Regions from separate parts of the Zea mays genome. Here regions 1 and 3 are each linked to region 2. A link is a contact called in public Hi-C data. All regions are on one chromosome and are shown on one strand. Each heading gives the region's core, a stretch centred on a gene start, on an enhancer-like site or on the middle of the called end of the contact. The rest is flanking DNA. Distances are from core to core; before and after follow the strand shown. Region 1 holds the start of LOC100194025 (F-box family member). Region 2 holds the start of LOC100191363 (Sec14p-like phosphatidylinositol transfer family protein). Region 3 has its middle 63 kb from the start of LOC109939524.

What was found. Hi-C and Micro-C count contacts between places; a contact is called where the count stands out from the background.
Region 1: a Hi-C map of leaf shows a contact between it and region 2, with 2.7 times the contacts expected there. The contact joins the promoter of LOC100194025 here to the promoter of LOC100191363 in region 2. A contact is called at or near these places in 4 of 25 Hi-C or Micro-C datasets (bundle sheath, endosperm and leaf).
Region 3: a Hi-C map of bundle sheath shows a contact between it and region 2, with 2.3 times the contacts expected there. The contact joins the enhancer-like site here to the promoter of LOC100191363 in region 2. A contact is called at or near these places in 5 of 25 Hi-C or Micro-C datasets (bundle sheath, ear, leaf and 1 more).

Annotation. Positions count from the first base shown.
Region 1 is chr5:118,134,904-118,138,653 of Zm-B73-REFERENCE-NAM-5.0, forward strand. It overlaps LOC100194025 (F-box family member), which reads left to right and starts at 1,483. Exons shown (of 2, transcript NM_001139088.2): 1 at 1,483-1,727; 2 at 1,866-3,750. The coding sequence starts at 1,703.
Region 2 is chr5:118,748,025-118,751,615 of Zm-B73-REFERENCE-NAM-5.0, forward strand. It overlaps LOC100191363 (Sec14p-like phosphatidylinositol transfer family protein), which reads right to left and starts at 1,545. Exons shown (of 11, transcript NM_001136797.1): 1 at 1,344-1,545; 2 at 1,203-1,231. The coding sequence starts at 1,398.
Region 3 is chr5:118,219,834-118,223,780 of Zm-B73-REFERENCE-NAM-5.0, forward strand. No RefSeq gene overlaps it. Among protein-coding and RNA genes, the nearest start is that of LOC109939524, 63 kb to the right of the region's middle. Within about 2 kb of position 1,793, at least 19 of the 20 cell types and tissues checked have an H3K27ac peak or open chromatin away from gene starts, as enhancers often do. A contact at or near this core is called in bundle sheath, ear, leaf and 1 more, where this site is marked.

The sequences.
Region 1 (3,750 bases), core at 233-2,732, 610 kb before region 2:
CTACAAAAAATAAGTTTAAAATTAAAGTGGACATATGACTCACATACTAGATATTAAATATTGTACTTTATCTTAGCTAAAAGTCCGAGAAAGATATTAGTTGAATATCTGACATGCCCCTTTTTTATAGCTAACTCGGTCGCTTATCCTTCTTCAGCTAGTAAGGTGGTACTACCCGAGAGCATTGTGCTACGTGTGGCTTCATGTCGTGTTGTGCTTGGACGATTTCTCATGGCCTTATGACAACACACGATGAGCGTGGATCCCAGGTTAGATTAAAAAGAAGTATAATGACTTTTTTTGCAAAAGGGGTGACAGTGGAAACCAGGTTTATAGCTAACTCGATCGTTCGTCCTACTTCATCTAGCGAGGTGGACATATGATACTATTCAGGAGTGCTGCGCTCCGTGCAGTTTTGCGTTATGTTGGGTTTTGTGTTTTCTCTTGTTTTATCTAGGAGGTAACGACACACGATGACAGTGGACCGCGAGTTAGATTAGAAAAAAAACATAAATATTTTTTAAAGGGACGACAATGAAAACTAGGAAAACTGATACTTTATAGGAGTAAAGATAGAGAAGAGAAGAAAAGAGATGTAGTCTTGATTAGTGTTTAGACTGTCTCGAGCAGATTACTTATCATATCTTCTATTATATCTCTCATTTTAAAATTTACTCTATAAATAATGTAATATATAGTGTAAAATAATGCTTTGTATGATCCAATGAAGACATCCTGTACATCTGTATCTAGTAAGGGATGAAAACAATCGGAAACAATATTTATTCGGTAATCAGTTTTTTGGTCGTTTTTCTTTGATTGCAAATAAATAGGATATAAAATCTACCATATAAATGTGTATTCTTATTTTTAACATTGAGATTGTAAAGATTTATAAAAGGTAAACCTTAAATTCATCTTATATCTTCTCAAATGATAGGTATAAATAAAATTTGGTATGGATTTAAAAACAAATTCGACAAATTTTTTATATTTTTATTGTAGGAAGTAAATAACACATAAAACAATTTATACAATATTTTATTCTTATTTATAATAATGAGCTTGATAGTATAATAAAAATCAACATAAAATTTTATGAATATTTATTTTAAAATATTAAATTTATCTAGCGGTTCTATTACCACTTTCATCTGCTTCCATCCAAACGACCCCGCTCTACGCCGTACGGCCGTACCTGTCCAGCGCGGAGGTTCAATGAATCCAGCTCGCCGCGTGCGGTGCAATGCAACTTGGCGCCACGGGTGTCGAGGGGCACGCGACGCCGAGGCCCCCGCCACGTCCCTTGGGCGCACCAAGGGACAAGGGTGCGCGCTCTCCTTTCCCCGATCCGGATTCATCCGCTCCGCCAGGCCGCGGCCACAGTGCCACACGCAAGCGGGCCAAGCTGCCAACCACCCTTTTCTCTCTCTACCCCCTATATTCCTCTCCCATCTCTTCGCCGTCTTCTTTTCCTCCCCTAGGTCGGTCTCCTCCCCTCTCCCCACCGAGGTTCCCCCTCCTTCCTTCGCTTCCTTTTTTCCCTGTCGCCGGCGGCGACAGGGTTCCGTTTTCCTTGCTCCGGCGGGCTGTAAATGCTTCCGGCCCTCTTCGGTGCCTCAGATCCGGTGGTGCTCGTTCTTCTGGTCTTGATTCGAGTGGGAGGGGAAGGGGTCGCTTCGGTGTTGGGTGACTCGGAGACATGCCTGCGCTCTACGCTTACGGAGGTGAGGGCGAAAAACATCCTCTTTATTCTTCTTTTCTTAGGAGCTCTGTCGATCGATTTGAGATTTTACGCTGGGAGGGAGGGATTACGTGTGGCATCCCGTTCTGATGGTTAATTGGTTGCTTCTTGGATGGACCAGATGACGGGTGCCTCGTCTCGGCGCCGGCTGAGCTGGCCGGACTCTTCTGCCGCGGCGCCGTGCAGCAGCGGAAGCGCACGCTAGTGGCCGCGTCCGCTGTGGCCGCCGCGGCCGCGGAGTGCGTGAGGGCGGCCAAGAAGCAGAGGCAGCTTCCGTCGCTCGACGCGCTCCCGGACGAGTGCCTCTTCGAGATCCTGCGCCGCGTGCCCGGCCGTCGCGGCGCCGCTGCCTGCGTCTCCCGCCGCTGGCTCGCGCTCCTCGGCAGCATCCGGGTCTCCGAGTTCGGCCAGGCCGCCGCGGCGGCGGACACCCCGTCGCTGCCGGACCTGAACGAGGAGTTCGTCATGGAGGAGGATAAGGAGGAGGTCCCCGCGGATCGGTGCGTTGACAGGGTCCTCGAGGGCAAGGAGGCCACCGACGTCCGCCTGGCCGCCATGGCCGTCGTCGCCGGATCCTGTGGCGGGCTGGAGAAGCTCTCCGTCCGTGGAAGCCACCCGGCCCGTGGCGTCACAGACCAAGGACTCTCGGCGGTTGCACGCGGCAGCCCCAACCTCAGCTCGCTCGCGCTCTGGGACGTGCCTCTTATCACCGACGCTGGACTTGTGGAGATCGCCGCCGGGTGCCCCTTGCTGGAGCGTCTGGATATTTCTCGATGCCCCCTCATCACAGACAAGGGCCTCGCCGCTTTTGCGCAGGGGTGCCCCGACTTGGTGTCTCTGACCATCGAGGCATGCTCTAGTGTTGGCGATGAGGGCTTGAGGGCAATTGGCCGCAGCTGCATGAAACTGCAAGCTGTGAACATCAAGAACTGTCCTCTTGTTGGTGACCAAGGCATCTCCAGCCTGGTGTGCTCTGCCACTGCTTCGCTTGCTAAGATCCGGCTCCAGGGACTGAACATAACTGATGCTTCACTTGCTGTGATTGGATACTACGGGAAGGCCATCACTGACCTTTCACTTACTCGTCTTGCTACTGTTGGTGAGAGGGGTTTCTGGGTGATGGCTAATGCTGCTGGCCTGCAGAATCTCAGGTGCATGAGTGTTACCTCTTGCCCTGGAGTCACTGATCTTGCGCTCGCTTCTATTGCCAAGTTCTGCCCAAGCTTGAAGAAGCTTTACCTGAGGAAGTGCGGACATGTGTCGGATGCTGGCCTTAAGGCCTTCACAGAATCAGCAAAGGTGTTTGAGAACTTACAGCTTGAGGAATGCAACCGTGTTACTCTTGTTGGTATTCTTGCTTTCCTCAACTGCAGCCAGAAGTTCAGGGCTCTCTCTTTGGTGAAATGCATGGGGATCAAGGATATCTGCTCTGTGCCACAACTTCCTTTTTGCCGTTCACTTCGTTTCCTTACAATCAAGGACTGCCCAGGTTTCACCAATGCAAGCTTGGCCGTGGTAGGGATGATTTGCCCTCAGTTGGAGCAGGTTGACTTGAGTGGTCTTGGTGAGGTCACTGATAATGGGCTTCTTCCATTGATCCAGTCTTCTGAATCTGGTCTGATCAAGGTTGACTTGAGTGGTTGCAAGAACATCACAGATGTGGCTGTCTCCTCTCTGGTGAAGCGACATGGAAAATCTCTGAAGAAAGTCAGCCTTGAGGGTTGCAGCAAGATAACAGATGCTAGCCTCTTCACCATGTCTGAGAGCTGCACCGAGCTTGCCGAGCTTGATCTTTCAAACTGCATGGTTAGTGACTATGGTGTTGCCATGCTGGCATCTGCAAGGCACCTCAAGCTTCGTGTTCTCTCACTGTCTGGTTGCTCTAAGGTTACTCAGAAGAGTGTGCCGTTCTTGGGCAACCTTGGCCAGTCTCTAGAGGGCCTCAATCTTCAGTTCTGCAACATGATTGGCAACCACAACATCGCATCCCTGGAGAAAAAGCTCTG
Region 2 (3,591 bases), core at 295-2,794:
CTCCTATATGTTTGGTTTGCGTTCAATAAAAAGGAAAGAAAAACTAGCCTTTACAATATTTACATGTTAATCTAGTAGACAAATTAATTCTTGGGAGGGATTCGTGGATCGAGATTCAACAGATTTGTAGTGGTATCCGTCCAGTTTTTAACCCCGCCCACCAGCACCCCTAAGAAAATGTCAGAACCAAATGAAAAGCCAAATAAAAAATCTGCTAAGACAAGACCATTAAAATCAATGGGGCCTGGGTTTAAGTTTAGTAAATCATAGTCACAACTCACAACTCACAACCTTGTTGGTTTCTGAAGATTTCCATTCACGCCAAAGCAATGAATGGAACTGATTTAGCACACATGTAAAACATATGGCCTTTAGAACATCTCTTAAGCGGTGATGAAAACCTAGTTGAGATGGATATGTGCCTTCATACTCCAGGCTGCAAGTTTGGTTGACGTTAAAAACCAAAAGAGAGGATTATGCCACAAGACACAAAAGTTCCTAGATGGCAGTTAGTTACGAACGTATACAGATGGCATGCAGAATGCCCGAATATGTCCAAAACAACTTAACATATTTAATGGACTAGAGATCAGTAGTCTTTCCATTCATTTCATCGTGGATTGGAAGCATGATCCACGGGGCTCCCAACTGATCTCAGCCTAAACATGTCCAAACTGACTAAGCACAGTATTTGATAGTCTGGGATCAGCATGATTCTGCTATTCCAATGACAGTAGAAGACGATCCATGGGCTCACAACTGATGTCAACCCAGGGAACTATAACGAATTTCACAGAGCCATTATGGGTAAGGTCAAGCAGACAAGCACCACTAAACCTGACTACCCCATTGACAATGCAGCAAATTCACATAGAACATACTACTTGTTACAGATCAAACAACATCTCCGAGCATGCACTTCCTAGCAGTAATAGCTGCATCATCATATCTCTAGCATATATTATTACCCAAGAAACGATCAGATATGAAGTGGATCACCCCCAATTTGACCTATGCCGATTTAGCCATTCATAAGGATTAACGATACAGTGAGTACCTCACTCTCTCTAAATCAGCTCAAATCTCGCTGAAACTTGCAAAGCTACACTACGATGTGACTACATGAGCTAAATTCTACCAGAAACAAAACCAAGATCCATGCTGTCCCAACGAAATGGATATAGTGCACTCCAGATCCATACCTGAAATGATCTCTTCAGCGGGGCCTCCACTGCAAAGATCCAGACCAAGAATAGCGAAGTCAGAAAGACAGGACACCGCAACAACCGCAAAGAAGCCCCGAGAAATGGCGCGAAGCTTCACTAAAGCAAGAAAGCACGCACCTTGCTCCATGAGGAGGCTGAGCTGCTTGACGGCGTCCTCAGAATCGGCCCCCATTGCCGCTGGAAGAGACGATCCCGAGCACAGATTCGGCAGTCCCGGTGCGGAACTGGAGGCGCGAAGCGAGGTAGATTCAGTCGGCGATCTTAGGAAGGCCACCTGAGGTGTATTTGTTCTCTTGTGGTGTGCCGTGTGCTCTGCTCCCTTGCGCCTGCGCGCCTTTGCTTCCACGGTCTTCCTTCCGTTCCGTTCGCTAATCGCGCAAGCGTCTCAGTCTGTACGACAGTTTGCTCGGACCTCGGCGGCAGACAGAAGGGGAACCGCATCACGCCGTACAAGTACAATTCACACTGCTCCACTTTTTACCGCCCACCCGAAAATGAAAATATCTTTTCTTTTTTATAATATGTAAACGATATGAGAAAAACAGTGTCCATATAAAAGATATAAGGAATATTTATTTTTTGCCAGAATATTCCTCTAACCGTTTGGATCTTAGAATTGAATTTCTTTCTAATAAACCTAATTCAAACATATATCAATTAAGCTAATATGATTTTATATAGAATTTATTTATATATTGTTGTTGTCATATATGGAAGATATGTATATGTTATATCTCTACTATAGAAGAGTGAGAAGAAGAACGTGTTATAAGTTATAAGTAGAAAAATGAACTAGTGATATATAAAATTAATTTCCACACTTTATCCTATAAATTTAAGATATATTTATATCTAAACTTTGTACAGAATTAAATTTTAAAACAAATAACATACTCTATTAAGTAAATTTTAATTTCTTCAAAATAAAGAGCGGCCCCATATAATATGTTTAATATTGTAGAAATCAATATTGTAAGAAAATACTTTTGAAAATAAATCTCATAATATTTTTTTTGTTAGAACAGCCCATATATAATGCTTATATTAGGTTCTGTTTGTATTTTCTGGAAAGTCAAAATTCTCAGAAGGGGCTGAATTTAGAGTTTTCCGTAGTTTCCAAACCGACTAAACTAATTATGTTAAAGTGTATAATGAACTCTTATCATTGTGTTTCTTGTGTGAGTCGAAAAACATATATAGAACGTTTGATTTGGAATTCATGTGAACAAATGCAACTTTCGGAAAATTATCCAATAAAAATCGACTAATTTACGCAGAGGGCTAGAGTGTCAGAGAATTAGGCATCATTAGTTTTAATGTAATCCAGAAAATCAATGTGATGTATGTGACGATATATTTACTTCACAAAATCACTTGGAATATATTAAGGTGTAAACATCAACCTTCCTTACAGTAAGGAAAGATGTGCATCTGAAATGATCCTTATTCCTCTCAGTATACCATTAGCTTGTTTCACCATTCTAATTCACGGGATCTCGATCACATAGAACATGTTACCATTATGATAAACTTTAGGTGGGTCTCAGAGCCATCTCACTTGATGCACTATCTATCACACTACGTGATAGCCCCTTAGTAAATTGATCTGCCAGATATTTAGCCGTATGGAGATAGTCCAACGCTATTACTCTAGAGTTTCTCAATTTCCTAACAGATTTCAAACGCCTCTTTCGACTTCATATTATTCTTAGAACTATTTATCTTAATTATCACAATCTGATTATTATAGTTCATAAAAAATAGCCGGCACAGGTTTTTCAACCACTGGTAAATCCATAAAGAGTTCACGAAGCCACTCAGCCTCAACTGAAGCAGTATCTAATGTTGTGAGTTCTGCTTCCATAGTTGACCTCGTTAAGATGGTCAGCTTGCAAGACTTTCATAAAACAACGCCACCTCCAAGTGAAAACACATATCCACTTGTGGCATATATCTCATCAGCATCAGATATCCAATTCGCATCACAATAACCCTCTAGTACTGTTGGGTACCCGGTATAATGGATGCCTAAACTCATAGTACCTTTTAGATAGCGCAAAACTCTCTCAAGAGCACGTCAGTGATCATCTCCCGGATTTGAAACAAACCGGCTAAGTTTGTTCACAGCAAACGAGATGTCAGGCCTTGTAGCGCTAGCTAAGTACATGAGTGAACCAATTATTTGGTAATATCTCAATTGATCCCTAAACATCCTTTGTTTTTTCTTCGATAGCTTACTAGGATCATAAGATGTTGGAGCAGGTTCACATTCACTATAACCAAAGCGACTCAAAACATTTTCCACATAATGGGATTGCACAAGTGTGATCCTACCATTGCCTTCTCTTAGTAGCTTAATATTAAG
Region 3 (3,947 bases), core at 543-3,042, 530 kb before region 2:
GCACTTACTCAAGGATTTGAAGCATGTGGGTGTGTGAGATGAGAATTAGAGTATGATCTCAAAGGTTAGTAGAGATGTTCAAGGAAGACTAAACTTGGAAAGTTTGAGTGCCACTTAAACCCTAGAACACTCCAAACCCTAACTAAAACCCTAGAAACCCTAATTAGTGCCCTACAAGTTGATTTCAATTTCTATGCACTTTTGGACCAAAGTGCATATATCAAAGTGGTAGGGTAACAAAAACTAACAACTTTTACATTTGGAGATTTCCATGTTTTGTGGAGTAATTTGGGTTAAATTGCAAAAAGGTCAAAGAGCACCCAAATGCTTAACTCTAAAAAATAGTGATATTGGGCTGACATTAAGCCCCTGTATCTCTTGATCTATGAAGATTTTGTTAGGAGTTACTACAACAAAATTGTAGAGCTACTATAGTAGTCCAATTTTGATTGAGTGATCTAGCCCAAGAATGGTGCAGAAATTTGAGCCAAATGGACTAGAAGATGGGCTGTCAGTCGAGTATCAGTCTGAAATCAGACTAGCAGTTGCATTGGATCAACTTTAGAACTGAGTAGTGCTCGATCCAGTGGATGTTTGACCAAGATCTCTGTAACTAAATTAAATCTGGTTTATAGGGCAACAACTTTGATGTAGTCGGATTAGCAGTTTGTCACATAAAAATTTGAGAACAAGCTCCTCAAATCGCTCGGTCAGGCGCACTGAAGAAGATCGCTATGGTACAGTAGCTGAAAAGATCTCTAGTGGCGTGAACCCAACACCGGTGATCTTCCGCCGCAATTCGTGCTCGCCTGGGAGATTCGTGCCTGTGGAGAGTGGATAACCTTGGGCAGATTCACTGCTCTACGGATTGAGCTGGGGAGGGGTAAAAATCTGATCGGCGCACAACACTCACTTGAGTGCTCCATGTCGCGGTGTCACGGGCGGCCAAGCTCTCCCTCACCGTGTCTCTCTTATACGTGGTGTCCATGCACTTGTATAATACTCCTGTGACCGTAGGTAGCCAGCCGTGTCATCGCGTCGTCGTGTGCCACGACGCCGGGCCATAGTGGAAGAAAGCTGATTGCCGCTGTAACGTTCTCATCCCAAATTCATGAAGCATACAAGTGAATACTATAAATTGAGTGCCCTCCCTGCTCCGCTATCTCGTTACGAACCCAATGCACCACTCCTCGCTCCCGATCGTCCACCATAGCTCGCAAATTCCCGTTTTCCCCCAAATCAGCCAACAACACCGCCGTGAGGCATCTCACTGTGGCCAGCCGATCTCAGGTCCGTTTGTGTCCCTCTTATCCATGTTTCTGCCTCCTCTGACGCTAGTGAAGCTCTCCGTCTCGGCCGATTGAACGCTACCGCACCGTAGCATAGGGAATGTCGCATTAATGTCCAGGAACGCCGCCGCGGACATAGCTCACGTCGACCGACCGTTCCTGGTAATCTCTATCCAAAATTGCGTGAGCACCATAGCCCTAGTAGGTCACTAGTTGGTGCTGCATCCTTGAATTAAGCTAGACCGGTTTGGGTAGGCCAGTACCAGCATGTCAACGATCCAGTTCTGCCATTGCCGCAGACAACTAGGTGTTAGCGACGCTCGGGTCAAATTGAGCGCATAAATATGTTCGGGTCGCATCCATGGGGGTGTCCGAGCGCTCGCCACCACAAGAATGGGTCACCACCGGCGAGAACAGGCGATTCCGTCTGGGTATTCGCGTGTTCTATGACCAGGGTCCTGAATCGTGAAGAAACAGAAATAGGAGGGCCTATCTGCGATTGTCAGTGAGAAATCGGAATAGTGTTCAGGGGCTCTTTACCGGTTATTCATTTGGCCAGGTACCTTTGCGCAAAACCAATCCCGCGGGTGTGTTTCCCTGTTCGCGGGCCGACTCGGGCTAATTTGAGCCCATCACTACTCATTCTTTTTCCTTTTCTTTTTACTGCCAGATTAGGAAATTTGTAGAAAATAGTAGAAAATTGGTAAAATCATGAGACCAATTTTGCTAGACTCTTAAAATCACATAGTATTTAAGAAAAATAGTTCCAATATTTTTATCCCAAACCTGGAAATATTTAACATTTAAAGATGTTCAAACCAAGCCTTTTAGAATTTTATAAATAATTTAGTAACTCCAAAAATTGTGAAATTTTTTGCGTAGGCTTAGTATGATAATTGATGATCTTGGATGAAGTTTGAAATGTTTTGGACATTGTTTGGTCAAAAACCCAATTACTAACCTCCTAGGGTTAAGTTACTTAATACTAATAGAATGATAGGTTAGGAAACCCTAGTGATTAGCTTGTACCGTGAAGGAAAGTTGTATTCAAGATACAACTTAGAAGATACAACTTAGTATGTTTCTATTGTGCAACTGCATATTCATGACATCGCATAAATATTCATGTACATGTATTGTCATGTATAGAACACGAGGAAGAAACCATGGTAGAAAAAGAAGTTGTCTCCCAAGCTGAAAATCCTCCAGCCGAGAACAACTTTTACTTCGACATCTACAGAGTGGACCCTGAACCTCCTGCAACACAAGGCAAGCCCCGGTGCATTATCCCTTTCCTTGCTGCTTTAAAACGTTATCACCTTATTTGATGCATTAGGTGATAGGAGTTGTGTGTCAAACAATTGATGTATTTCTTTCCATAGAAAATTGATTACCATTCCTTGATTCCCTTTTATGAAAATGATTTTTATGATGCTTAGTCTTGCTTTAGAAAAACAAATGTTTTGTTTTAAGGCAAAAGGTGATGCTTCACCCTGGATGGGAATTTTTACAAAGAAAATACTTGTGATGAGGAATCCATCATGGCCGTGATGGTTTCAACAACAGAAAAGAAGTACCTCTGTCAGGTACCAAACTTTGGGATCTTAAATGATAAAAACGAGACCGGGCTGTGACTTGCACAAGAAGGAAGTCTCGGTGTAGTGTCTCCGTCTAAGTCGTTTAAGGATCGAGCCAATGTAGGCTTGATGATCGAGGACCTTTTAACTGGCCATATGCCTCATCATTAGTAAGCTTTGCCTCGGTCGGACCAATACCAGAAAGGCTACCACACAATGGGAGTGGAGAGATGGCGAGAGTAGCGTGTACCCTTCGTGGCAAGAGGCTGGACGGTGGAGTATATGTGCTCTCAGTTGGCGTGAACCCATTCTGGTCTTGAGAAACCTGGTGGCGAGTTGACATATGCAAGGGTTAAGTAAGTGCTACATATGTCGTGTGGTTGGAGATCGTCGTTACTTCTCGGACATGAAGACTTGGTCACTGACCTACATGTAGCAAACAAGTGAACTGAAGGGGTGATAAAAGAAGGCTAGTATAGGCCAAGTGTTTGATCTAGGATAGAAAGGACTCTAGATGCAGGTAACTACTTAACTTGATAATTAAAAATGGATTTTTAAGGATCCACGGATAGTAAGCTTTTCTGCAAAAAGAGTCTTTGAATCTTGAAAGGCTTTACCTTGATTCCCAAAAGCCAGCATATCCTTGAGAGTCTTTTCCTTTGACGGGTAAGACTTGCAAAAGTACACTCCGTACTCAGGGTTTTTGAACCCATGTTGTTGTAGGTGATGAAACGACGGAGTTCTGCTGTTTCTGTTCCAAGGTGGTTCCCAAGCAGGAGGATGAACACTAAGCCTTATTTGGGGAGAGTGTTTTGCCTCCTAGTGATGTAATAATAAGTACGCACTCAAGTACTCGGATATGTAATAACTACTCTTTCTATATTTTATATGAATGTAAATTATGTTATTGTAATCATGTCCGCTTATTCTCTACTCCGATGGTGTGTAATGTCTGTGTGATGGGTTAAGCGCTCTTGGGCAATATGATGGAGATACAGATAACTGAGCTTGCCGAGTTATTATACACACCAGCATGATTGTCTGAGGTCCTCAGGACAAGGACATTTGTAGGTGGGCCTAA